Linked DNA regions of Mus musculus: regions 2, 3 and 4 are each linked to region 1. The links are chromatin contacts, called in public promoter capture Hi-C maps. All regions are on one chromosome and are shown on one strand. The core of a region is the stretch at or near the end of the contact, and the rest is flanking DNA. Distances in the headings are between cores, read along the strand shown.

The links. Promoter capture Hi-C pulls out the DNA fragments that hold promoters and counts their contacts. Capture Hi-C pulls out chosen DNA fragments and counts their contacts.
Region 2: a contact with region 1 is called in a promoter capture Hi-C map of liver, with 2.4 times the contacts expected there. The contact joins the promoter of Mesp1 here to the promoter of Vps33b in region 1. A contact is called at or near these places in 10 of 39 promoter capture datasets (the 3T3-L1 cell line, cranial neural crest, hippocampal neurons and 5 more) and 1 of 9 other capture datasets (embryonic stem cells).
Region 3: a contact with region 1 is called in a promoter capture Hi-C map of adipose tissue. The contact joins the promoter of 5430400D12Rik here to the promoter of Vps33b in region 1. A contact is called at or near these places in 5 of 39 promoter capture datasets (the 3T3-L1 cell line, hippocampal neurons, liver and 1 more), 1 of 115 datasets of contacts at active chromatin or transcription factors (stem cell-derived neural progenitor cells) and 2 of 9 other capture datasets (adipose tissue and liver).
Region 4: a promoter capture Hi-C map of the HPC-7 cell line shows a contact between it and region 1, with 3 times the contacts expected there. The contact joins the enhancer-like site here to the promoter of Vps33b in region 1. A contact is called at or near these places in 9 of 39 promoter capture datasets (the 3T3-L1 cell line, the C10 cell line, the HPC-7 cell line and 5 more), 2 of 484 Hi-C or Micro-C datasets (bone marrow-derived dendritic cells and bone marrow-derived macrophages), 4 of 115 datasets of contacts at active chromatin or transcription factors (bone marrow-derived macrophages, microglia, neural tube and 1 more) and 3 of 9 other capture datasets (liver, macrophages and pancreatic islet).

What each region holds. Positions count from the first base shown.
Region 1 is chr7:80,267,973-80,271,477 of GRCm38.p6, forward strand. It overlaps Vps33b (vacuolar protein sorting 33B), which reads left to right and starts at 1,683. Exons shown (of 23, transcript NM_178070.4): 1 at 1,683-2,107. The coding sequence starts at 2,012.
Region 2 is chr7:79,791,860-79,795,364 of GRCm38.p6, forward strand. It overlaps Mesp1 (mesoderm posterior 1), which reads right to left and starts at 1,731. Exons shown (of 2, transcript NM_008588.2): 1 at 1,006-1,731; 2 at 382-732. The coding sequence starts at 1,668. The coding sequence ends at 664.
Region 3 is chr7:79,918,992-79,922,496 of GRCm38.p6, forward strand. It overlaps 5430400D12Rik (a long non-coding RNA gene), which reads left to right and starts at 1,658. Exons shown (of 2, transcript XR_003946805.1): 1 at 1,658-1,948; 2 at 2,058-3,505. Ap3s2 (adaptor-related protein complex 3, sigma 2 subunit) reads right to left here and starts at 1,649. Exons shown (of 6, transcript NM_009682.3): 1 at 1,518-1,649. The coding sequence starts at 1,586.
Region 4 is chr7:80,582,288-80,585,792 of GRCm38.p6, forward strand. No RefSeq gene overlaps it. Among named protein-coding and RNA genes, the nearest start is that of Gm42398, 28 kb to the left of the region's middle. Within about 2 kb of position 1,989, at least 88 of the 459 cell types and tissues checked have an H3K27ac peak or open chromatin away from gene starts, as enhancers often do. A contact at or near this core is called in the HPC-7 cell line, bone marrow-derived dendritic cells, bone marrow-derived macrophages and 4 more, where this site is marked.

The DNA.
Region 1 (3,505 bases), core at 433-2,932:
TACTTCCTGCTGATTAGGGGTGATGAGTTCCTTGGAGCAAGTTTGATCTTCTCAGCCAGGATATCTAATTTCTTCACCCATGACTAAACAAATTGCAACCAACAACCCATCATGCCTCTTGGGGCCCTAGCATTTATACCCTCTGAAAAGACACCAGAATTCCAAATGTCACACACAAACTATCTGCAGCTGGCAAAGTCATGCCCTTGCCAGAGCACAAGGCAAATCATGGTTGATGCGAACCATCTGAAGCAGCCTCATATCCCACACCTGGGATTAGAACGAAAACGTGTTCTTATATTTCCATTAAAAAAAAAAAACCAAAATTCCAAAATTTTTACTATACCTGGCCTCAATATATTTCCTATACCTTAAGTCTCACCTCTCACATCTTTTCCTCTTTGCTAGTTATTTTTAGAAGCTGGGTCATTTGTCCCAGGTGAGTTTCTGCTTTGAGGGAGTGGGAGTTGGGGAGGCAGGGAAGGGGTTGGCCAGAGGTTGGGGTGGAGTCCTTGCTAGCTCTCCAGCTAACCTTTTGAGTCAGGGTTTTCTGATGAACCCAGAGCCAGGTGATTAGGTTAGTCTAGCTAGACAGCTTGCCTGAGGGATCCCCAGCCTCTGACTTTGGAGTGCTGAAGTTACTGAGCTGATGTCACACCCCCTTAGCATGTTTGTGGGTGCTGGGGATCCAAACTCTAGTCTCCACCCTTTCATTCACTGAGCTGTACCCCAGCTTCCCTCAACTTTCTGTGGAGACCAGAGTAGCCGAGAACTCCTGATCCCTCTCTCTGCTTCGAAGGGTTGGGTTTACAGACACCCACCAAGATGACAGACTGCCTTTGTTTTCTTTCTTTTTTAAACAACAAAGTATTATACCTCACCCTTTCTCCCATTATTTCATTTATTGATTTCCCCAGTCAGCTCCTATCTGCAATAGACAGCATGGCCTACATATTGTGACCTTGTTTCATAAACAAATTCTATGTAAACAACACTATATAGATGTGTTTCTGTGTTTTTGCTTGTTTTTGATTTTTGTTTTGGTTTTTCTAGACAGGGTTTCTCTGTGTGGTCCTGGTAGTCCAGGAGCGCACTCTGTAGGACAGGCTGGCCTCAAACTTAGAGATTCACCTTCCTCTGCCTCCCAATGGCTGGGATTAAAGGCGTGCACCACTACCAGCTGACTACTTCTGTATTTTGCCTCTTTAATTTGTACAGTTGTTTTGTAGCATGATTGTGCCACAAGCTTATTCATTTCTTCCATAATGGCCATTAACAAATCGAACTCCAATAGCCAAGGGTTACAGCTGGCAAGCCTTAACTTTCATAGTCTAACACATTCATTCCTCTTTACACTGCTCGCTTACCTTCTATTACCAGGAAGCTAAGGACTGAATAGTTGGAGACTAAATTAACAGCTGAGACTCCAGCAATCAGCGCTCTGTAGACTAGGTTTCTCTCTCTCTCTCTCTCTCTCTCTCTCACACACACACACACACACACACACACTGTGCTCTGCAGACTAGGTTTCAAACACACACACCGCTCACATTCACACAAAGTAAACCTGTGAAAAGATTCACTCCCGTTTTCAAATGTCCCTTCCCGGCCGCCGTCCCCTTCTAGTGCTCTAATCGCTAACTGGGAGACCCGGACTTCCGGGATGTCTAGGAAGTGGCTTTTCTCTGGGTAGGAGGCGGGGTTCCCCGGCACGCTGCCGAGTGTGCGGATGTCGTTGGGAATCCTGCTGACAGGCTGAGTGGACTCGGGCGGGACCAGTGACTATAGGTCTCCAAGGAGAGTCGCCTGAGCCTGTGGCCGTCCGTCCGGGAGGTGGTCGGTCATTCATCCGTCGAGTACGGCAGAGGAGCGAGGGCCCCTTGGGGGTCCTGGGATCCAGAGCCCAGGCAAGCGGGGTACCAGCCTGCAGTAACACCTTGGGCTGTCGCCGGCCTTTGCAGAACAGGGAGAATTCTGCTGCTCTCACACGGTGGCTCAGGTGACCGCTGCCATGGCTTTTCCCCATCGGCTGGACGCCCCTGAGCTTCCCGACTTCTCTATGCTCAAGAGGCTGGCTCGGGACCAGCTCATCTATCTGCTAGAACAGGTCAGTGCCTGCCGTGGCCGGCGCCTTTACTGCGTCAACAGTGTGGCCCTCAATGTGACTTCTTCCTTGCTGAGTCCCTTGGTTTTTTTTCTTTGAGCTTCTGAGACAGATCCAAAATGGGGCGGTCAACAGGAAAAACCAGAGTAGTAACAGTTGCTTGAGACCTGGCCAGAGAATAAATGGAAATTGCCAGCCTCTGTGCAAATGAAAAAGACACACTTGTGCCAGGCATCACTGGAGATGGAAATACAGTTGAAATACCTCTGTCACTAGTTACATTCCAGGAGATGCCCTATGAAATAATGACCCCTAAAGGGTGCTGGATGGTAAGTGAATTCTAGACTTCCGGAAAAGTTTAGAATAAACAACAGCTGGGGCGATCTAAGAGTTTCCTGAGATCTAGAGTTTGAAGAATAGACATGCTTTCTCTGGAGCAGGAACATCGTGCACATTCAGGCAGTTGGGCTGCTAGATGGGAAGCCTAGCAGGGAAGGACCGGTGCATGAGCAGAGGAAAGAGCTAACAGAAGTTACACTGTAGGTTGGAAATAAAGTTCAGTGGTTAGACAATTGCCCAGGCAGGGTTCTCGGTTTCATCCATTGTTCCCCATGGGAAAGAAAGGGTGGTCGTACACACCTTTAATCCCAGTGCATTCATTCCTTCACAGGCAGAGGCAGGCAGATCTCTGAGTTTGAGGCCAGCCTGATCTACAGAGTGAGTTCCAGGACAGCCAGGGCTACATAGAAAAACCCTGTCTTGAAAAACAAACAAACAACAAAAATCAAACCCAAACAAACAAATTACACAGCAGGCTGAAGACCCACACCCATTTGTAGTGTGAAGCAATGTTTGCCATAGTGGTTTGTAACGAAGAGCAATTGGACAGCAGGCTAGTTCAGAGAATACTGATTAAAGTAGTAAAAGCTTACAAAAAACTGATGGCAGTAGAAAGGAGAGAAATGATGGGGTTTGGTTGTTGGTTTTGTTTCTTTAGGTCGTACTATGTAGCCCAGGGTATCCTCTGGCAAAACCTCTGATTCAGCCTTCCCAAGTGCTAGCATTACAGGAATTTGCCAGCACACCTGACTTGTGATAGATTTATAAATTACAGTGAAAGAACATTCAGAGATATTGATTAGTTGTAAATATTGAGGAAGTACCAAAGTTGACTTAGTCTGTGTTATTAGGACAGTAGTGTTGCTACTGTCATTGTAATGGTTTGCTTATTGTTATGGTTTGCTTATTGTTCATGGAAGCCTCTCAGGTATAGGAATAGTGTGTGTTCTGCCCAGCATCAAGTACTGAGCTGAGAATCAGCCACATAGCAGGTGCTTAATGAAAAATTGTTGTGCCAACATTGAACGAAACTGAAAAGCACACACGTGTAAGTCAAATGCA
Region 2 (3,505 bases), core at 481-2,980, 480 kb before region 1:
AAGGAGTTGTGTTTTCTGGTTTTATCCAGTCCCTCCCTACATTTAAAAAAGAGGAACTACTTCCTGTCACCTTCTCTCAGGAAGCTCCCCACTCCGTTTCACCCTACCCCACCCTTTCAGACTGACCCATGCAGCATAGATGTTGACCAGGAAGGAGGGTAGAAGGCCTTTGTGTTTCCAGGCTGGAGATTACAAGACTCCTCCTCCACAATCCCATGTCAGCTTTCCCTGACACATAGCAGAACTTCCAGCAGGGTATGGGAGCATGGGGCAATGGGGGCTCGTGCCACCATGAGTTTGGGCCAGCCTGGGCCGTACAGTGTGAGGTTCCCCCTCCCACACACCCCCAAATAAGGAAGAAAGAAAAATAAACCCTCCAAATGACACTAGCACAATCGGTTTATTCACAAATAAATAAATACACACCAGGCAAAGCTTGTGCCTGCTTCATCTTTAGAGCGTGTACCCTATTGGGCGCCTCCTTCCAAGGAGGGTTGGAATGGTACAGTCTGGATGAGGGCCAGCTCCCACCCCGGGATGCCCATGTTGGTATCACTGCCGCCTCTTCCAGGATCTACTCCCTCCGAAGGTGCCAAGACCAAAGGAAAAGTGTCTGTGCTCAGACAGGGTGACAATCATCCGTTGCATTGTCCCCTCCACTCTTCAGGCAGGCGGCCACTCCTGCGGCGGCGTCCAGGTTTCTAGAAGAGCCAGCATGTCGCTGCTGAAGAGCTGCAGGAAGAGTGAACAGCGCCACAATCAACACCTGCCCCAGGGTCAGGTCCGCGCTCATCCGCTCCACGCTCAAGGTTAAGCGAGCAAGCAAAGCGTCCTTAATCCCTGCCTGTCCAACTCCCACCCTGTTCGGACACCCAGGGCACACGGGGATGCGCCCAAGGGAGATCCTGAGTGCAGCAGAGAGGCTGGTCCGCGACGTGGGGCTGTGCGTCGCGCACCAACAGTAGGGGGCGCCACCTCGACAGTGTGGGGGAAGGGGTTACTAACCGGAGATGAGGGACTGGGCTCCATTTCCTGCCTTTCCTGGGATGCTGTTTCTGCGTACAGGAACGATGGGTCCCACGATTCTGCGGCGACTCGGGGTCTAGGGTAGGCAGGCGGGGATCCCCACGACACCCCGCTGCAGACGGCCGGGCTTAAACGGGGACCGAGCGACTGCGACTGCGCCAGGTCGCTGTCGGGGCACAGCGGGCAGCCTCGAGGTGACACCGCGTGCCGCTGTCGCCGGAGGTTGTCCTCGCTGAGTCCCAGCACAGCCGACAGGTGGCCAATGTAGCGGATGGCCAGGCGCAGCGTCTCGATCTTGGTCAGGTTCTGGCCGGTTGGTGCCACGGATGGCGGCAAGAAGCGGCGCAGCTCGTGCAGCGCGCGGGCGAGTGTGCGCATACGTAGCTTCTCCCGCTCGCTGGCGCTCTGCCGCTGTCCGCTACCCAGGCGGCTACCGTGCGTCCCGCGCCTACCCGGGGTCCCAGCACGCCGGGCCGGGCGGGCGCAGGGTGGTGCAGGGCTGCTGGCCTGGGCACCGTCCCACGGGTCCGAGGACCAGGCTGGGGAGCAGACGCTGTTCCCATCGGAAGGCATCGGTGGCTGCCGACCAGCGGGACTCAGGATCCAGGACTCGGAGCGCGGCTCGCACAGGGGCTGGGCCATGGCAGCGGAGGCCTGACCATTGGGTCCGCTGTAGCTTTATCCTGAGCCCTAGGTGTGAAGCGGGCCCCTTCCAGAATTCATCAGCATATCAAAGCCGGCTCGAGCCAGGAGGGGGGCAGGGCCTGAACCCTTTGAACCATAGCAGGGGCTCTGAGGTGCAGGACCCCTTAGTCCAGTCTGCTCCACCTGGACCATATTTGGGGCCTCAGTAAGTCAGGCACCTATGGCCAGGACTGCCAGTTGAAAGAACCATGCTCAGAGAACTGAAGTCTAGCTCCTAGGCTTAGGGTACACCTTCATTTATTAGGGACCCTACGCCATTTTTTTCCATCACTTTAATTTACAAATTGTATAACAAGAGACTTCGGGATTGCATTGGCCAACTGTGGACTAGGGACCTCTAGACACGGAGAGAACTCTAGTTCAGTCCTTCCCAGAGGCTTGGATGTGGCCTGTAGTCCTCCCTGATGTCCAGGCTATGGGAGGCACATTGAAGAAACCATCCCGACCGACCTGTGAGGTTGCTGGGGTGTCCGGGCAGGGGGAGAGGTGAGCCTGCCTCCCCACACTACAAGTCACTTCTAGTCTTGGCAAGATGGGGAGCTTGGTCCCCTTCCCAGCCCTCCCATGACTGGAGCTCTGCTGCTTTGGTCAGCTACAGTGAGTAAAAAGTCCTTTGACAAAACTCAACTCCTTGAGCTGGTGGCACACTTGGGAGGTGAAGGCAGGAGGGTCAGGAGTTCAAGGCCAGGCCTAGCTGTATATGGCCCAGGTTAACATGGGCTACATAAGATCCTGTGTTGGAAAAAACAAAACAAAACAAAACAAAACCCAAAAACCCTGAAAAGCAGAAACCTTCATCTGTCCCAATGGCAGTTTTATAATCTATTTCATAGGATGCTACCTGTTAGGTTCATAGGCTGCCTTTTATTTTTTAAAGATGTGTGTGTGTGTGTGTGTGTGTGTGTGTGTGTGTGTGTGTGTGTGCTGGTGCCCCCACACAGGCCAGAGGTGTCACGTTCCTTAGGATCGGGCCTTGCAGGCAATTGTAAGCTGCCTGAGGTGGCTTCTGGGAACAGAACCTTGGGTTCTTCAAGAGCAACATGTGCTCTTCTTAACTGCTGAGCCGTCTCTCCAGTGTTCTTCCTCCCACATCTTGAAACATGGTCTCATGTAGCCCAGGCTAGCCTCAAACTTACTCTAACCCAGCTGGCCTTTAGCTCCTGATCCTGCTGCCTCAGCTTACTGCAGTTGTGAGCCTGGCTGTTGAGGATGCCTGCTCTTACCATACCTGTTCAGTGTTGTACTGAATGAAGGGACTAGGTTGGAAAAATAAAGAGAAATAAATACAAATTGAGAGATTAAAGCAAACCTGTCCCCACTTATATGTGACATGCTTATTAATAAAGTCTCCAGAAGTTGGGCATACACGCACATGCCTGTAATTCCAACATTTGGAAAATGAAGGCAAGAGGAGTTTGGGCCAGTCTTGGCTGCAAAGTGAATTTGAAGCCATCCTATGCTACTGGACTGTCTCACCTATTAGAGGGCTGGTGGTGTGGTTCAGTCGGTAGAGTGCTTGCCTAGCCTGCCGGAAGCCCTAGGTCTTATTCCAACACTGCATAACCACGTGTAGCACTGGCTTGTAACCCCAGCACTGGAGAGATGAAGATAGGAGGACCAGAAGTTCAAGTTCAAGATCACCTCTGGCCTAGAGTTATGGCTCAGTAGTTAAGAACACTGGCTACTCAGCTAGGTATGTTGGAGCACACCTTTGATCCCAGCACTGGGGAGGCAGAGGCAGGCAGATCTATGAGTTTGAGGCCAGCCTAGTCTA
Region 3 (3,505 bases), core at 408-2,907, 350 kb before region 1:
AAACTCAACACATGAATGTTCAGAGCAATTACTGGGAAACACAGATGACCAGCAGAGCACAGTGGTGCATGCCTATAACTCTAGGATGTGGAAGGCTGTGGTAGGATCTCTTTTGGTGGTTGGTTGGTTGGTTGGTTGGGTTTTGGTTTTGCTTGCTTAGGGACAGGGCAGTTGATTGTGAACAGGGTAGTTGATTATTAACAGTAAGTTTCTTTAATAGAGATAAAAATGTTCTCAAATTGTGACAGATGCCACTAAACTGCATACATTAAGTAGCTGTATAGTGATTTTTAGCTCAGTGAAAAACTTAGAAACTAGGAGAAACAAATGCACGTGCAAATTGAAGTTGTAAACCCTGTCTTGAAAAACATAAACAACAAAAAATTGAAGTTGTATTCAGTGTTCTATTTAAAAACGTAGTTGGAAAATCCTATTTTAAAAAGCAAATACTTTTCATTTATGATGAAAAAAGGAATAAAAGACCCAGAGACATTTCTGTTTGTTTGTTTGTTTTTCAAAACAAGGTTTCTCTCTAAAGCCCTGGCTGTCCTGGAACTCACTGTGTAGACCAGGCTAGCCTCGAACTCAGAAATCCACCTGCCTCTGCCTCCCAAGTGCTGGGATTAAAGGTGTGTGCCAGAACCGCCCGGCAAGACATTTCTTAACGTGTACAAAAGGTGGGGCTGAAGCCTGAAAGTCTTCTGATTTTATTCCCTCTCAGACAGAACCAGTCTCTCAGGAGGATATTTTGAAACCTAACCACGAATAAAATATTGGGGTACAGAAGGCAAAGAACGGCATCTGCGTTTCCCCAAAGGAAATGTTTCCAGAAAATTCAAATGTGCACGAACATTGCTGAGGCATTCCATGATGGCATTTGTTTATTTGTTTAATTATATGATTTCTTAAGATGCGGTCTGGTGTAGCTCAAGCTGGCTTAGAACTAGCTGTGTATCTGAGGATAACTTTGAAGTCCTGATCCTCTCGCCTCCATCTCCCGAGTTCTGAGCTTTGAGGTGTGCACCACTACAACTGGCATCTTGTAAAAATAGCTCATTTCCCCCTAATTTTAAAAGAGACTTTCTGCAACCTTACAGGATAAAAAGTATCCCAACCCTGATAAGTGCCAGCCAATGCTGAAGCAAGTGATTCCACGAAAGAACTTCTCTCCATGCCCTTGAGAAAAAATAAACGTAAAAGAACCCAACGACCAGATCATCACAAAACTACGCTCATCAATTTAAAAAACAAAACAAATACAGAAACAAAAAACTAAAGACAGAGGCTGTCACCCAATATCTCAATGCGGCACACTGTGTACTGAGTCTGTCCCTAAGACCCAAGGGAAAGTGTCACAAAACACAGAAAAGCCAAGATCCAGGAAGGATGAGGGAGGAGCAGGGGGGTGGGTCATGCACGGTGCCAGAGCAGGAGATGCTGCTGAGCGCGGCTGCGGGCCGTGGGGAAGGGATGGCTCTGGTGCTCCGCAGGGGCATGGTTGGTGGGGCTGCACTCACAAAACGCTGGTAGAAGCGGACCAGCCGCGGTTTTCCATGGTTGTTGAAAACCAGAATCGCCTGAATCATCTTTGCCGGTCCCGCTTCTCTCGGTACCACCTGCTCCAAGAACGCACCTTCTTCCGGCACAACACGAACACTTCCTGTTGGTGTCCCGCTGAAAGCTGCTCCCGGAAACTTAGTCTCGGTACCCCTGGGCACCGAGCACTAAAGTGTCCTGCCGCTCTGGCACCCTGAGAGGTCGGCGCGCTTTCCTGGGGAGCACGGCTGTAGAAGCCCAGGAGCACGGTCGCCTTGGCCAGCCTGGGAACGAATCCAAGCCTGGCTGGGACTGAGCCCCTCATTCTGGTTCCATCCTGGAGCCAACCGTGTCGGCAGCAAGCATCGAGACTGGCAATTCCTGCCAGCAGCCGCGCCAGTTTGAGGGACCAGTAGGTGTTTGTGTTTCTTCTTCTAACCTTGGACTAGCAAAAGCTAGGCTTTTATGTTGCAGTGAATTAGGCAAAAGTCTGCCAGTCAAACGGTCATTCTCTCCTTTAGATGGTGAAAGTTGACATCATACGGGATCTCTCATCCAATCCCACATAAACGGAACGGTTGGTCTCAAACTGGTAACACCTTTTCTCATTTATTTATTCATTTAGTTATTCGTTTGTTTGTTTATATGTTATCTTTCTTTGAAACGGAGTCTCACTGTGTCGCCCTGCCTGGCTTTGAACTCAGAGATTCGCCTGCCTCTGTGACCCTAAATGCTGGGATTAAAAGCCTGCACCACCACATACATCCCTGGGATTTTAGTAAATAAAAATTCAAATGACTATTGCATTGAAGTGGGACAAAATGATTCAAATGTTGGACGGAAATGTCAAAGACAATTCTAAAACAGAGTAGCAAGAAGGAACCAGCTTTGCCCACCAATCAAACCAAGCAGGATAATTTGAAGTATGTTTTAAAGTTACATTTATATGGATTTTTTTGGAGAGGACCCACGCGCCTGCAACGGTGCATGTGTGGAAATCAGAGGACAATTTGGGGAGTCAGTTCTCTCTTGCTGTGTAAAAGATCTAATGTAAGCCATCAGACTTGGCAGTGCCTTTACCTCACAAGCCTCAAATCATAATTAAAAGGTGAAGTATTATTGAACTATAACACAATAGTCTGTGGTAAACAATTTTAAAGATTTAATTTTAATTATGTTGTATGTGTATATGTCCAAATGTTGCTTCAGGTGCCCTCAGAGACTAGAAGAGGCCACCTTAGAGCTGGAGTTTATAAGCAGCTGAAGTGAATGCTGGGAGCAACTCCAGTCGTTTGGAAGAGATGTAGTCTTTCCAAGCCCTTGGCATGAAATAATTTTAATATATGATGTAGGGGCTATCATAGTTTGGCTGTAGGAAGGAATTCCACAAGTGCTATTGAGATAACTGATTAACACTTTGAAGAAAAAGCAGCTTAGTTTTTTCATACTTTCATATATGTTAGGGCCACAGTGGATTAAAGAGGTAAGGAAAAAACAGAGTAAGGACCTGGGAGATGGCTCCACAGGCAAACTCACTTGCCCTTTAAGCCTGGCAAACTGAATTCAATGCCCAGAACCCAAGAGAGGAGAGAGCTGGCTTCCAAAATTTGTCTCTCATTGCTGTGGCACGTGTGCACTCATGTTCACACACAACATTAATAGCAATAAATGTGTATGATAATGATACAGCTCGAGATGTAGCACAGGTGGCAGAGCGCTTACACAAAACCCTGGATTCTGTCTCCAGCACTATAGCTGGTATGCCAGCACATACCTGCGATACTCAGGAGACAGAGGCAGGAGAAAGGCAAAAGCTAGAAGCCATCCTTCAATGGGAGTAACAAAAGAAAAAGACGCAGGGGCCAGTGAGCTGTCTCAGCAGGTGAAGATGCTTGCTGCCAATCCTGATGACCTGATCTGGATTCCCAGAACCCACATGATCAGAGGGCAAACTTATTGTCCTCTGACC
Region 4 (3,505 bases), core at 739-3,238, 310 kb after region 1:
CCTCCTGCCTCCACCTCCAACGCGCTCAGGCTACAGGCATGTGCATCACAATGGGGAAGTCTTGCTTCCCCACGGGTATATGTGAACCAGAGGCAAGGACTGTCTAAATCAATTCTGACTTCCCAGTTCCCAGCTCAGTAGCCTCCAGCACCATCTCTCTCTCTCTCTCTCTCTCTCTCTCTCTCTCTCTCTCTCTCTCTCTCTCTCTCTCACACACACACACACACACACACACACACACACACACACACACAGAGTCAGGACTGCCCGGTTATTTTCTTTAGTTCCAAATTCTAACACTTCAACCATCCATCACCAACTCCGAGTCAGGACTCCCGTACTTATATTGGGAGGCATAGCAGCACAGTAGTTTTTTTTCTTGTTTGTTTGTTTGTTTGTTTTTCCCTATCAATTTCCCCCAGGCATCAGGCATAAATCAGGCTGTTGTAAAACCTTCAAGGTTGGCAGCAGAGAATCCAGACACCTGTGGCTGGGACTAGCTCAGCCCTTCTGGCAAAGATTCCCTGATGACAAAGGCTTAGGAGGAATGGGTGGGGGATGAGGAGTGGGAAGCCCATTCTGCAAGGACAGGCCAGAGCACGGAGTCCACACCCGGAACAGCGGCCAAACAATGGTGGGAGCGAAGGTTACCGGACAGGATGTAAATAGTGCAAGCCTTGACAATGAGAAAACTCAAACTCATAAAATGTGGGAGGGGAAGGAGCCCGGAAGTGGTGACGAGCTCATTTCCTCTCCTAAACTCGGGTCCTCGGGAGATGCCGTCTGTCCGTCTGTCTGTCCGCAGTCCCAGTCTGTCAAAAGCACAAGTCAAGCACTTAGTATTGTTCTTTGAAAAAACGTATTAGCGACGTAAAAAGCATGTGACTCTTTGTGGCTTGGTAACTTTCCCCATCACATCTAGATTTCCTTTTGTTCTGTTAAACAGAATTTTTTTTTCTTAAAAGCACACTATTACTGGGGCGCATTCCCCTACCGCTGATCCTTTCTCTATCATCCACGGTGCACACCTCTCTACCAAAGCTGCCTGGGTACCAGCCAGCCCCAGTGATTTCTAGGAGTTCCAGGTTCCAACCACTTGAAAGCCTAGCCTCAGGGGTGTGGCTCGGCGCTGTTTTGCATCTGTGATCATGAATGTGCACATTTATAAAAACAAGGCTCTTTCTTTCTGGACAGTGGTAGAGATCAATTCAGGGTTTCACTTTCTTCCCCAGGCCAGTAAAGCCCTTTAAAACACCTTTTTTTTTTTTTTAAATTTTACATTAAAAAAAATGCATCCAGTGCCTACAGAGGCCAGAAAAGGGCATAGGCTCCCTGGAACTGGAGTCTTGAATGGTTGTGAGCTGCCGTGCAGGTGCTGGGAATTGAGTCTGGGTTCTCTGAAGAGCAGTCAGTGATCTTAACCACTGAGTTCCCTCTCCAGCACCTCTCTCTCTCTCTCTCTCTCTCCATATATATGTATGTATGTATACGTGTATATATATGTATGTATTTCTAAGACAGGGTATCATGTAGCCCAGGCTGGCTTCAGTCTTGTCATATAGCTGAGGCTGGCCGTGGACATCTGTCCCACCTCCCAAGCATTCGGCTTCCATGTGTATAGCAGCTTGCCCGGCTTCAGGATGTAGCTTGAAGCCTTGGGAATCCTGTGCCATGGCAAGGACAGAGACAGAAAGCAGGAGGTCGTGGAGTCAGTCTCCTTAGGGTCAGGGCCTTGCGTGCCCACTGGCAGATAGGTGACCCTGAGCCTCTCTGCAGTTCTTTTAGGTTGCTGGAAGGAACGTGGGTGTGCAGTGTCTGATCGTTGGTAGTGGTCACTAAGGATGCTGATGGCCTTCTGTCACTGTGGGCGTCAGTCCTTCCTGATGCCAATCTTCAGAGACCCAGGGGATCAAGTGGCTCTCTTTCTTTGGTTGTTTCCCCTGTCCTTAGAACCACTCGTACAGCCTCAGCTCCATCTAGTGTTCACATGGGGACACAGCCCCAAGATCTTACTGCAAATCTTACTTTCCAGAGCTGCACAGTGAAGCCCATTTAGAGTAACCCTCCAGTGCTAATATTTGGCATTTCAAATCAAGTGTTGTACAAGCCCAGTACTCTAAGCATCAGTACATATTGTCCTCAAAGGGACAGATTCATGTAACAAATAGTTGTAAAAAATGATGTTGACTGCCAGGTGTGGCATGGCTTCAGTTCCAGCGCTGGAGTCAGAGGCAAAGGAGGATCCCTGTGAACTCCAGGCCAGCCAGGGTCTTAAAAAAACTGACATCGGCTGATGGAATTCTTGGTGCCAGGAACAATTCTAAATTCTTGAATTGTGCAAGTTCACTTCCCACAACCCAGTATCATGACATGGAAGGTGTTTGTTTCATTTCAGAGGTGCAGAAAGATGAAGTAAAATCTGTCCCTCTGAGTGGACGTGATCCTTTAGGATGCCCGTGTCCCAGTGGCTAAGGACAGTGCTCACTGAACCCCATGGGCTATAAAAGGATGAATTGGTGTGGGGGGAGGGAGGTGGCGGTGAGGTCTAGGAGGTGAAGGGGGCATGGGGTGTGTTGTTTAACCAGTATCCACTGCAGAGATGTATGAAATTCTCAAAGAATGAGCAGAAAATATGGAAAAAAAGCACCACTCTGTTGAGTGTAGACGGGGCTGCTGGGTGAGCAGGGGTGAGGAGGGAGCCAGAGTGGGGGCTTCTGAGTGTCCCACTGGGGCTCAGGCTGGATTGAGTGTGGAGAGAATGGCTTACTCAGCAGCTGGAGCACTGGGGTGACAACTGTGACCACAGAAAGAGCTTAGCAGCAGGGAGGTAGTGACTGAGCTCCGACTCTATGCCAGGCACAGGGATTCGGCATAAGGGCAACAGCCACGCGCCCACCTGAACCCTTGAGAACTGTGGGCATGGAAGGCCAATACTGAGGGATGGTTTCTCACCCACAGATTTTTTCACTTTTAACAAGGTTTATTCTTCTTCTGTGCTTTGGTGTTTTGCCTACATGTGAGGGTGCCAGATTCTCAGGAACCAGAATTACAGATAGGTGTGAGCTGCTAGGTGGGTGCTGGGAGTTGAACCCAGGTCCTCTGAAAAAGCAATCGGTACTCATAACCACTGAGCCATCTGTGCAGTCCTCACGCACAGATTTGTAAGTAGAAGGTAGGTGGGGTGGCACGTGGATGAGACCGAGGGTGAGGGGTACACGCTTGGCGGAAGCAGATGATGAAGGACTATAGGGGAGTGTGTGGGCCTGAGGGAAAGGGTGTAGTCCAAGGGAGGGCTTCTGGGTTGGGGGAGGGTCAGCAGGATAGGAACTAACAAGGCAGGACCCGAGAAAGGCTCCAAGTGTTCAGTGTGCACAGGCCAAGGGAGTTCACAGCTGGGTGTGGGAGGTGATGGGTCTGCGCTCTGGGGAAGGCAGGAGATAGCCTGTAGTCTGAGGGAACTTGAGGAGAAGCGGCTTGCTTTCTGTCTTAGGGAGGAGACTGAGGC